Regions from separate parts of the Rattus norvegicus genome. Here region 1 is linked to region 2. Evidence: chromatin contacts called from public Hi-C data. All regions are on one chromosome and are shown on one strand. Each heading gives the region's core, a stretch centred on a gene start, on an enhancer-like site or on the middle of the called end of the contact. The rest is flanking DNA. Distances are from core to core; before and after follow the strand shown.

The links. A called contact is a pair of places that touch in the nucleus more often than the background predicts.
Region 1: a Hi-C map of kidney shows a contact between it and region 2, with 2.9 times the contacts expected there. The contact joins the enhancer-like site here to the promoter of Pik3r1 in region 2. A contact is called at or near these places in 2 of 12 Hi-C or Micro-C datasets (kidney and liver).

What each region holds. Positions count from the first base shown.
Region 1 is chr2:34,733,922-34,739,911 of GRCr8, forward strand. All of the region lies in intron 3 of LOC134485588 (histidine-rich glycoprotein-like), which reads right to left. Among named protein-coding and RNA genes, the nearest start is that of Pik3r1, 39 kb to the left of the region's middle. Within about 2 kb of position 4,195, at least 40 of the 93 cell types and tissues checked have an H3K27ac peak or open chromatin away from gene starts, as enhancers often do. A contact at or near this core is called in kidney and liver, where this site is marked.
Region 2 is chr2:34,695,562-34,701,559 of GRCr8, forward strand. It overlaps Pik3r1 (phosphoinositide-3-kinase regulatory subunit 1), which reads right to left and starts at 2,099. Exons shown (of 16, transcript NM_013005.2): 1 at 1,905-2,099. It overlaps LOC134485588 (histidine-rich glycoprotein-like), which reads right to left. Exons shown (of 5, transcript XR_010063724.1): 4 at 3,738-5,998; 5 at 3,496-3,634.

The DNA of each region.
Region 1 (5,990 bases), core at 2,945-5,444, 40 kb after region 2:
TTTTAGTCAAATATTAATCTAGTTGTTGCTATGCAAGTACTTTGTAAACGTGAATCACAGAAGCTATTAGTTGATTTGCGCTTCTAGGCTGCCTTAGACTTTGGGTTTGTTAGTCCCCCACAACTCCATTAATCAATTCCCTGAAATAAGTACTATCTATCTATCTATCTATCTATCTATCTATCTATCTATCTATCATCTATCTATAGATCTACCTATCATCCCTCTGCCTATCTAATTTCATCTACCTATATATCATTCATCTACCAATCCTCTATCTTTCATCTACCTATGTATATCTATTTTTCCAAATGCTGATACATATGAATAAGAATGACAGAAGTGGGGTAAAATGAGCTAAGTTGAGTAGAATGAGCCACAGAAAACAACAGGTAAGGACATCAGAAGTCAGTCTATTAACCAACAATTGGGTGTATATAACTTCTTCCAGGGCTTGCATGCATATATATAAACTGTTTTACAAAATTCAGGTTTTAGTATTTTAAAGAGATCACTCATCAGTGTAGAATATGAATATAATAATCAAGAGGTATAATATTATATGACTATCTTGAATCTGATAAACATTGAATCGGCACAATTTTTGTTGTTGTTGTTGTTTTGGGGTAGAGCCTTACCTTGGAGTCCCAGGGAATGGGCTTCACGGTCACAATCCTTCTGTTCCCAGCACTGAGGGTACAGGGATGTACCGCCATAGCCAGTCTCTCTGTTTGTCTTTTGTTTGCTTTCTTTCTTTTCTCATCTTCTCCTCCCCCGTTCTCTTTTTTTTTGTTTGTTTTGTGTTTTTCATTTTTCAAAACAGGGCTCATTTCATCGTTTTCTGGGAACTCACTCTGTAGATCAGGCTGCCCTCAGACTCGAAGAGATTCACCTGCCTCTGCCTTTGGAGTACTTAGATTAAAGGCAGGCACCAATAGACCTGTACACCTGGCTTTCTTTTGTTTCGAAAGACGGTCCCTCTCTCTGGCCTCAGACTCAGGATAATCCTCCTGCCTAAGCTGACTGTGGGCATTACCAGAGTGAGTCACTGTTAGAGGATCCAGTTATTTCTTAATAATTACCTACAGATCTTTTACCACGCTTGACTCATTAATGATTAAGGTAGGATTCCCCAGAGGTAGAATGCTTTGTGCACTCAGACTTTGGATACACTGATAGAGATAAACTATACCTTTGTGGTAAAGTACCCAAACCTCTCATTCCTATGATTCACTCAAATTTTGCCTTTCATTTAAACCACAGGTTCTCATTCTGTGGGTTTCTACCCTCTTGGGAGGTCTAATGACCGTTTCACAGGGGTCACAGATAGCCTGCACATCAGATGTTTACGTTATAATTCATGACATTAACAAAATTACAGTTATGAAGTACCAATGAAATAATTTGTGGTTGGGGATCCCCACAACATGAGGACCTGTATTAAAGGGTCACAGCATTAGGAAGGTTGAGAAACACTGTTTCATACAAATTCTATCCCACTAGACATAGTTGCTTCTGTCCTTCTGAGTTCTCATAGCTCTTAATACATCATCTCCTTCGGTGGATAACGCTCATGCTATGTGCAGCGAGCAGAACTTCAAGTTGACTTCAGTGATGCTCTTGTACAATTCTTATCTGCCGAGTGTGAGTTCTGCCAGTGACACGGTGAACCACTGCTCCAGAGATTGTCATGTGGCAAAGGAGTTTTGCACAGTGTAACTCAGATGCCCAAATCAAAGGGCATGGCTGTGGAATTACTCTTGGTGAGATGGGCCTGTAAAGGTCAATGTTTTTGAAAGGAGATTTCAAAAGGAGTTTGAAGGGGGAGAGGGATTGGATACAAGGGAGAGATGATTGGCCTCTACTTGATTGGGCATGGGGAGGTCCGTAGGACAAGCAGGCAGCTTCTTGGCTCTTAGAACACTTAGCAGTGAGCAAGGAACTTACACCTACAATCTCAAGGAGCAGATTCTATCTATCCCAACCATGTGAGCTCGGGATGTGATGCCAGTTCCAGATGAGTGCACAGCTTGCCTGACACCTTCGCTTTAGCACCGTGAGATCCTAAGCAGACCAGCTACTCGTGTGATATTTCTGACCTGTAGAACCCTGAGCTAAAAAATAAATCCTGGGTCCTTCTGTGTCTTCTGTGTTCACTGGCCTTCTCCACTGAACTTCATCAGCTCCTCCAATTGTCTTTTGTTTGCTTTCTTTCTTTTCTCGTCTCCTCCTCCCCCTTCTCTTTTTTGTTTTGTGTTTTTTTGTGGGCCGTGTTTCATTTATCAACAAGCACCTCTGAGAAAGGGGCTTTATGTGGAACAGTGGTCTCTCTCATGTGTGATAACTGAATAAGAGAACAAGGGAGTAGATTAGCAGTCCTGTGTAGGCAGTCAGAGATTAAGAGAGCCAAAGCCTTTGAGCTGCTTCAATTTAAGTATTCTTCAAGCTCCCACTTGGTGCTCAGCACAAGACCAGTATCAAGTTCCTCCTAGAAGATGGTTTTGACCATCGGACTCTCCAACTTTGCCTTCGCACCACACACAGCGGTTCTAGATGTTATAAAGACAGAACTCTCAAGTATCGCACTGCTAGACATAGGAGATGATGGAGCAGCAGATGGGGAAAAAAATCCCAAAACGTATTGCCATGGTTTGCATGTTTACCTCCCTCTGAAATGCATAGGTTAAAAAACTTTGCCCACCTGAGGGGATAGTAGGAGGCAGAATCTTCTGGAGATTACCTCATGATTGTGGAGCTCTCAAGAAAGACTCAAAAATGAGCCTCTGTCTTCTTTGCCCTGTGAGGGCACGGTGATATTCCCTCTGTGGACCAGGAAAAGGGTTTTAACCAGAACCTAAATCTGTCATTATCTTTGTCTCAGACTGTCCACCTAAGGCTTCCAGAACTGTGAGACACATATTCTGTTATTAATATGTCACCCCATCTAAGATAGTTTAAAATATACCAGTCAAAATAGACTAAGATACTTATTTTGAGGGAGAACTTCATTTTGGTACATTTTATTTGAGTGTGTGTGTGTGTGTGTGTTCGTGTGTGTGTGTCCACAAACGTGTACATGCTCATGTACTCATTAATACATGGTATTATCTATGAATTTCATGAGATCTGAATGTAGACGGCCATACCACATCATGCAGACAGTTAACAACCCCCATACTGACCATGCTGTTACTTTTTTCCTCATGGGTCAAAAAAGGATCATCTCAGCCTTCTCTGGAAGCAAGAAAATGTGTTTGTATTTCCAAGATTCTTCTCTTAATAACCATCAACTTTGGCTTTAAAAGGGGGTCAAAACCTTTTTGACTCTGAAAAAGTTCAGCCGCTACACCCCAACTAGAAGAATCCCAGGCTAAAGGCCTTGACATTTGACTATCTGTGCAGTAATGGAGTATGGATGCCAAGTGATTGAATGCTTAAACTCTGCTTTGTTGTCCTACCCCAATGGAGAGGGGCTTGGATGATGTAAAAAGCAAGCATCTCTAGAACGGATGAAGACACAAAGTGAACAACAGTTAGTGGCTTTCTGTTAGTCCCCCTGCCCCCTGTTTTAACCCTGGAAAACAAACACATTGTTAACTAATTTTGGTCCCCTCCTCACACAGAGACACACTCAGAGGAAGACTTGTTACTTGTTCAAATGGTGAGAATTTAATAGCAAAACAGGAAGATAAAAATCATTGTCTTCTTCTATGAAACTTAAACTTTTCCGGTTAAATAGGAGGCATTTCATCTAGAGAATTCCACTCCATGTTCAGTTTCAGAAACATCTACTCTATGGCCATCACTGAAGGAGGAGAATTTTGTGGTATTTAATAGCTCTAAGCCTCTCACTCTACCTCCATTCTGGGTTCTGTGTGTCCTTGTCAGTGCCTGGGTGAGGAGAATGGATATTAAGAGCCCATTCCCACTTAGGGACAGCATGAGCAGGGCAGATGTGCTCTCCCAGAACTCCGTGCAGTTTTCTTCCCTGTACCATGTTCTGCCTGCCCAAGAGTCTGGAATCCAATTTTGGCACCAACAAAGAAGGCTTGGAGTGAGATGGGTATCCCTCTGCCAAGGCCCTCCAGACCCAGGTTCTGCCACAAATGTTTTGTGCCCTGTTCTCCCACCGAGGTCACCCAACAGGACCAGGCCAGTCACTGAAGTTATGGCCAAAGGGTGTCTGGAGCTCTGCCCAGAGAGATCAAAGGGACCTTTCTAGTGAAGCACCCTGGAGTAGGAGACTCTCTCAGCTGTGCTGTGACTAGTGAGCTCTGAAGGCAAAGGACCTTTTCTAATCCACCAATAACCAAATAATTAATAAATAAATAAAAATAAATAAATAAATAAATAAATTCATCTAGCTTGCCAGACGAAAGGCAGATACTATACAGTTCTTGCCATGAAGGAACAGAAGAGTACGAATTACAAAAAAAAAAAAAAAAAAATTAAAAGTGAGTCAAGCAGTTAAACTGTAATAAAAGCAACACCTGTTACTCAATGCAAAGATATTGTTTGTGCCATCTTCTCGGTGCCTCTTACTATTTGTAAGAAGTTGTGACTTTCCTATTCATTTTGAAATAGACATCTACATCCTTGGTCATAACAAAGGTGCCATGTTTTACCAGCTTCATGAAAACCTGGGTCTGCCCTTAAGAGAAAAATAGATTTTAATGAGCAGAACCGGATGAATAATTAATAAGAAACCACTGGCTCCAAGAGGAAACAATTCCTTTATCTTCTTAAAAACGGCAAAAACTCAAACCAAACCAAAGGAAAGCAACGCTATTAAATTCTCATTCCTACTTGGTCTTGAATCTACTGAAAAGCCAAACAAGGATGCTCAAAGCACTTAGGTCTCCCAAAGCTGCCTATCCCGACCTCGGTGGAAAAGGCAGACACAAGCCTGTCTTCTAAATGGGAAGAGGGCCAGTTTGCCTGAAACTGTTTTTGGAAAGAAATTAAAAGATGGACAGCCCCCTGCCCTGATTGAAGAGCATATCATCTCATCAGCATATTTCTTTAGAAATGAATTAACGAATTCAGAGGCAGCTGCTTCCAAATGTCTCTGCGTACCACATCAGCCAATGTTTTCCGTTTACTCTGGAGTGACTGGCAGGGCTGGAAGCCACGGAAGAGGAAAAGAACTGCCTGCCCGTTTTGTTGCAACAAAACCAAAGGGCTCTTGATTTATCAGTGCATTTGACACAGTCTTTATTGCGCTCACGGGGACGAGGGTGAGGATGGGTAGTGGAAAGAAAGGTTGTAAATTTTATAAATGCAAGTCCTCCAAAGTAGGCCAATTGGTCAGCTGTGAACTTGGCAGCATCCTGAGGCCTGTGTGCTGGGTAGCTTGGGAACACGATGTTCTGTTTCACTTCTGAGAGCAGAGGGAAGTGGGATAAAAGCTCAGCCTGGGACAGAGAGGGCTCAGCTCAAGACAGTGAGGGCTCCCCTGAAGACAGAGAAGGCTCAGCACAGACAGGAGAAAAGGCTGTGTGACAAGTGGCGAGCCTGGTGGGTGGGGCGGGGGCTGGGAGGTGGGGAGCCCCAACAGAAGACAAGGGAAAAGAGAGAACTCACAGCACCCAGAGAGACTGTAGTCCTGATGTTTGCTGAAACTACTTTCTAGAAACTTTGGAGTGCTTGTGTGACTGGAGGCTAAAGCTAACAACTGACTCCTTTAATGTAAGAGAAACGAGAGTTTTGCAAACGTACTTGAGAATAACGCTGACTTTATAAGCTGTGAGCTTTAAAGATATGTGGCAAAAATGGAAAGTATATTCAAAAGAGAAACCTTTTTTTTTTTTAAGATCTTCTTTTAATAAGGACTCAGTTGGGTTTTCTCAAACCTAAATTTACATTTTACATTGTTTCAATAAATGTCTAGCCGTTAATGTGTAAAACGATACAATAAATAAAAGGGATAAAGTCTTTTGACATATTTAAGTGGTGACTCATCTCAAGCCATAGGAAGTAAATTAGTTATT
Region 2 (5,998 bases), core at 849-3,348:
TGGTGGCGTTGTGTTATGCAACTAGGAACAGGTCCCGGTGCAAGATGAAAGTTAAAAGCAAACTCCCACAACAGCCTGAGAGCCAGCATCAGCTCCATCCAACTTTCTTCAAATCATAAAAACTGACAGATTGCTATGGAAAAGTAGCGTGGCCTGCAACAGGCACTTAGCACTTAGAGGAAGGCAGCCAGCACAGAACTTCTGCAAGGCAAGGAGCTCTCCCCCCCCACTCCCCATTTAAACCTGCCTTTCAACCACGGGAGGTGCAAGAAAAACCAGGATCATTTTCTTGGTAATAAGCAAAAACACGTGTTTTCCAAAGTTTAAGCAACTTGTGTGCCTAAGAAAATGATCTACTTGTGTGCAACTGGAGAGGGAGGGAGGGAGAGAAAGAGGGAGGGAGGGAAAGAGAGAAGGGGGGAGAGGGGGGGGGCTTTTGCTCAGTGACAAAAGCTGCATGAACTTCTCACCTGTGCAAAAGGCCCTGAAGTCTTAATGATATCTACTTTAGAAATCTACGAATCTGCTATCTGTGGCAGAAATAAACCCATCTGCCTACTACAAGCTTTCTCAGCTCATAATTTACCATCTTTCAAGTGCTCAACATGGAACACAAGCTAATGAAATATTAAGATAGGCTTGCACAAAGAGCCTAGGTCAATCAGCTTTGTGAGTAACCCTACCACCTAAAACTTGAAACTCGATCTCACTGAAATGACAATCTCATGCTACACTCAAAACCCGGAACTGCTTCATCCTTTCCTATTTCACACTGTCTGACAAAGGAAAAGAGAGGGAAAGAAAGGGGGGGGGGAATTAAGTCCTAAAATCATCAAACCCCGAAATAAAGCATAAATTCACACCAATACACCAATAGAGCCTGCAGCTCCTTCAAGAATTAACGGTGGAAGTGAGACCTTTCCAGTATTACCAGCGCCGGGAGCAGAATTCCCCTGAATCCAGTGCCGGCACACAGCATTCAACATGTCACAGCCACTCCGCTCACACCCTTGCGTTATTGTGCGCGAAAGCTGGTTACCAAAATGCATTTCTGTACATGCGTGCCTGGCCAGAGCGTTTCTATTCTCTTTGTCTCGTGATCTGCCGGGCAGTTTCTGCCTTTGGGAAGGAAGTGGCTTGCAGACAATTCCCCCAGATATTTTAGCTCCGGCTTGCACGCGGGCCGGTTCTCCCTGGCCGGCAGCTTATTGCTGGGCAGGTCCTTCCAGGGTCGCCCCGCGTTAGGAAAAGCTGGATTTCCGGGCGGTGCCAGGATCCCACTCATTATGCCTCCAGCAACCTGCCCAAGCCCGGCGGGCGCCAGACGCCAAGCTAGAGCCCCAGCCACCGGCCGCCCCGAGGCGCACTTCCCCCACCCCGGAAGAGGAGGGAGGCAAACTTCGGAGGGCGGGGGCTGGGGGCGAGCTCCGGGGACCACTGTGGCCCAGCCCAGCCGGAGACCCGGGCTGCGACTGCCGGGCCTGGGAGGGTATGCCGCGCTAACGCAAAGGCAGCGTTCCAGGCGCCCTCCTCGCGCGCTCCCGGCTTCAGAAACCTGCAGGGCGATCGGAGACCCTCGGAAGCGCGAGGTGACGGAGGAGGAGGGGAGCCGGCGACCGCTGGCAACTCCGGGACAGAACGCGCCCGGCGACTAGCAGAGCCGGCCCGGGGTAGCACGGAGGAAATGAAAGCAGGAGGTGGCCGCGACCATACAAGCTGGTTACTGGCCCGAGAAGGCTTCCCAGTGGCCGGGAGATGCTGGCGACTAGGAGCTGGCAGCCGGCTCGCTTCCCCTTGAGTGGCTCGCCAGCAGAAGTGGCTGCTGTGACAGGAAGAGCAGCAGCCGTGCGCGTTCGCACCGCTTCCCCCTCCCGGGCACACCGGGACCCGCCGCCGCCGCCTACCTCCGGGTCGGCTCGCTTCCTTCCTCTGCCCGGCCAGGGCTTCAGCGGCCTCTCAAGCTCCCAGCTCCCAGGTTCCTTCGATCCAGCTACGACCGGCCGTTGCTTAGCTGTCCCGGTTCCTTGGCTGCACAGCCGTCCTCGCTGCTGCCGCTGCCGTTGCCGCTGCTTCCTCCAACTCGGCTCCAGCTGCTAGCTACTCCTCGCCCTGAGCCCGCAGCTCCAGCGCCTGGCGCCAGCCCCACCCCGAGCCCGCCCCTACGCCCCGCCCCCAGATACGCACCAATCAGCACCAGAGACCCCGCCCCCGGCGCCCGAGCCGCGCCCTCCGCCTCTGCCAGTCTCCGGGCGGGCTACAAGGGTCCAGCCGCTACACTCCGTGCTGCAGACCCTATCCCGCCCCCCGCCCCCCGCTGCCCTCGCCTCCGCCCCCGGCACGGGGATGCCCCGGGCGACTGGACCGCTCGCCCTCCGCTACGGAGCGCTCTAACTCTGCGCGCTGGAGGCTGGCTCGGCTGCGGGGCGTCTCCCAGGCCCGAAGCTGGAAGTTCAAATGGGGATTGGGAGAGGTGGGAAATAGTTCAGGCCTCCCTGGGGCCCGACTTGCTGCCTGCGAGACCCTGCTTCTTTCGAATCCGCTAGAGCACAGTGGCTGGCTTCAGGAGGATGCAGATACTAGGGCTCGCCAAAGCGGGGAGGCCCTGTAATTCCTGGCCTCGCCTGCCCAGCTTCCCTAGTGGTCAGAAAAACCGCGCCACCCGGCGTGGCACTCCCGGGGTGAAGGAGGGGTGAAAGGGTGAGCTGGAGCAACGAGTGCCCGCAGCCTGCAGCCGCCTGGCACCGCTGCCTCCAGGAACCAAGGCGGGACCTAGAGGAGAAAGAGAGTTCTGTGAGGAGGACTCACCGGATGATCTCTGGCAGTCTTTGCAAGGCAGAGCCAATGTAGGTCATTGAGCCAGTCCACCGCCTTCTCATGCTTCCGATAGGCTGGAGAAGCTCAAATGAAGTCCATGTTTCTTAAATGTAAAAATATAGATCCTTGGAGTAGAAACCACTATGGAAGCTGCTCAAGAAAAAAAGTGATATTGACTCAACCTCTCCTTGATAAGAAAAGATGCTAGCCCATGTTTTGTCCTCATAAAAACGTTCAGAACCTCATGGACTTTTAAAGATTTGCTCCCAAAACATGGCTTATTTTGTAGCTCAGTAACCTATAGCCACCCACCCTTCTTGCCCAAAAGTTCCCTTTCGCATCTATTCTCCAGTGTTCTGACAATACTTCTTTTCCTTAACCAAGTACTTAGTCTATTACCAAATTCTAAATTTGATAGTATATCACTGTGAGTTTTGGGAGTAGAGGGAGGGAAAATGAAATTCAGAGTTTATGTTTAGCAAATGCAATCAGGTTTAAAAGTGACTCCCATTCTAACCACAGAGATCTCAGCACACCATTGAGGTGTTAATGTTTCTGTTAACCTTGGTATCTATTAAAGACCAAAAAAAAAAAAAAAAAAAAAAAAGCAGTGTGCCACCCACATCACATTTAAGAATTGGCCTACCATTCAGGATGTGGTGACAAACACCTGTAATCCCAGTCCTTTGAAGCCGGGGCCATAGTCTCAAGTTCAAGCCAGCCCAGTCTTTATAGAATCTCCCTAAATATTATGCTAATTGGTGAAGGGAGATCCATCTTAACTGTGAGTAGAATCACTCCCTGGACAGGAAATTCTGTTCTGTACGAATGAAGAAAGCAAAGTGAGTACCATGCATGCAAGCATTTTCTGATCGAGGCCATAAGGTGAACAACTCATTCAAGTTCCGGTGGCCTTGACTTACCCACGATGGTAGACTACTCTGAACTGCGAGTTAAACGTTTTCTCCTCTAAGTTGCTTCAGTCAGAATATTCAGTCATGGCAATTAGAACCCAAGATAGCAGGGTACGTTCTTTGCAGTCTGTGAAACGATGAACCTACTGGGAGAAGGCAATAGTGCGTTTCCTGTGGTAGAAGTCCTTGGACCCAATCCAAACCAAGAAGACTAAAGTAACAAAACGTTCACAAATGGTTTCCTTAGTTTCCCTCTCCTCTGAAGAAGCTGAAAACACAAGCATTTCTAGCTCTCTCCTCCCTCGGTGCTCACTAGAGTCTTGGAAAGAGGCTCCAACAGAGTTTACTATTCAGCCATAAAACAGTGTATAATCCCCAATCGCACCTCCCCTTACAGAAAAGTCCTCAGCAATTGATCATGCACTCACACTTTCTGTGACTTTTTTTTTCATTATAATTGAACACAACACACAAATATGTCCAAAGAGGGTCACGTGAAATGAAAATAAATTTTCCATACAAAGGCACCAAATGATCCATCTGTTTCACTTGTATCAAACTGATACCTTCCCACCCATCACTGGTATGATATTTTGTTTCCGTTTCCCATATATTTTACATATTAAAAGCAATAGCAAAACAATAAGAATATTTATACTTGGAGTGGGTGCCTATGTGCGCATATATATATATATGTATATATTTCACTATTTCACGTGTAGACATGATGTGCGGGCACACACATAGACTTAACAATGGAGTCTTCTTCACTCTCCACATGATGTACTGAGGCAGGGTCTCCCACGTGAACCTGAAGCACCCTATCAGACAGTAAAGTTAGCCAGTTTGTGCCAAAGATTTTTCTGCCTCTGCACATTGTAGGTTGGGATTTACAGTCGAGCCCCCATGCCCACGCAGCATTTATATGATAGCTAGGGATCTGAACTCAGGTACTTACCCTTGCGTGACAAGTTTCTAGCCTTAAGCTTGTGGTTTTTTGGTAACCTTTTCCTGAGCAAAATCTTATCTGGAAACACAAAAGGTAACTGTTCTAAAGCAAGAGACTGATATCATAAGACAAAGGGGGCCCCTGTGCCACGAGCTTTCCCTTCATTTCTACAAAACCTCCAGATAGCCAGTACTATGAGAATCTCATTGGAATTTACTGGAATATAAGTTATCTGTCTTCCCTAAACCAAAAACGTCAGACTGGAGTATAAGGGGGCGGGGGGGTGGTATTTTAGGAAACTTTCCAAGCCATTTGTATGCTGGGGGTTGAGAATGATTACCCTGGGCCTTCTAGGACATACTGAAACTCACCCCAGTAAAATGCTCAGATGTCATACAGACACAGTGTTCTAGTTTGCTTTCTATTGGTGGGAGAAAGACCATCACCAAAAGCAACTTTCGGAGGCAAGGGAAGGGCTTACTTCCTTTTACAGCCCACAGTCCATCATGGAGGAAAGACCAAGCAGGATTCCTCCATGACCTCTGCTTCAGTTCCTGCTCCTCAGCTTTCCTTTTCGTACAATCCAGGATCATCTCACCAGGGGTGACATCACCCACAGTGGGCTGCACCCTTCCACATCAATCATAAATAAATAAATAACCCCCAGTTTTGCCTACTAGCCAATATAATCAAAGGTCTTTGTCAATTGAGAAGCTCTCTTCACAGAAGACTCTACCTCGTGTCAAACTGACAAACAAGCAAACAAACAAACGGCATGCACAACACAACCAATCCTTGTCATGCTGTTGGCTTTGGTTATTGCCTAAAAACGTCAGAAGACGTGAAATTTCCAACAGGGATACCAGAGTATCACTGCTTCTTGCATAGCAGCGAAGATGGAGTGGAAATCAGTCAATCAAGTACCTGCATTACAGAGAACGACTTTGAGTAACCAAAACAAATTGAGACTATATCCTCAAAAGCGAAAAAAAACTCAAGCATCCACTGGCCACCTGTAGTAACTGTGATGTTAGAATATTCTTCCACTGGGCTTGAAACCTAAGTGTATATTTTAGGGTTTCAAACACAAACCAAATGAGTACCAGTGTCCTGGAGTCTTCCTCAGCACCAGACCCACAGACCAGCTGCACTGGCAGAAATTAAGATGGTGTTACAAATGCAGAATACCAGGTCCTATCCTAGACTTCCTGGATCACAAGCTGCAGTTGAACAAGATTGCCAGGTGATGCATATGCAAGCTAAAGGATGTACCTAAGTGCCCTCAATCTTAACCATAGAACAATATTGCCCGGAGAGTTTA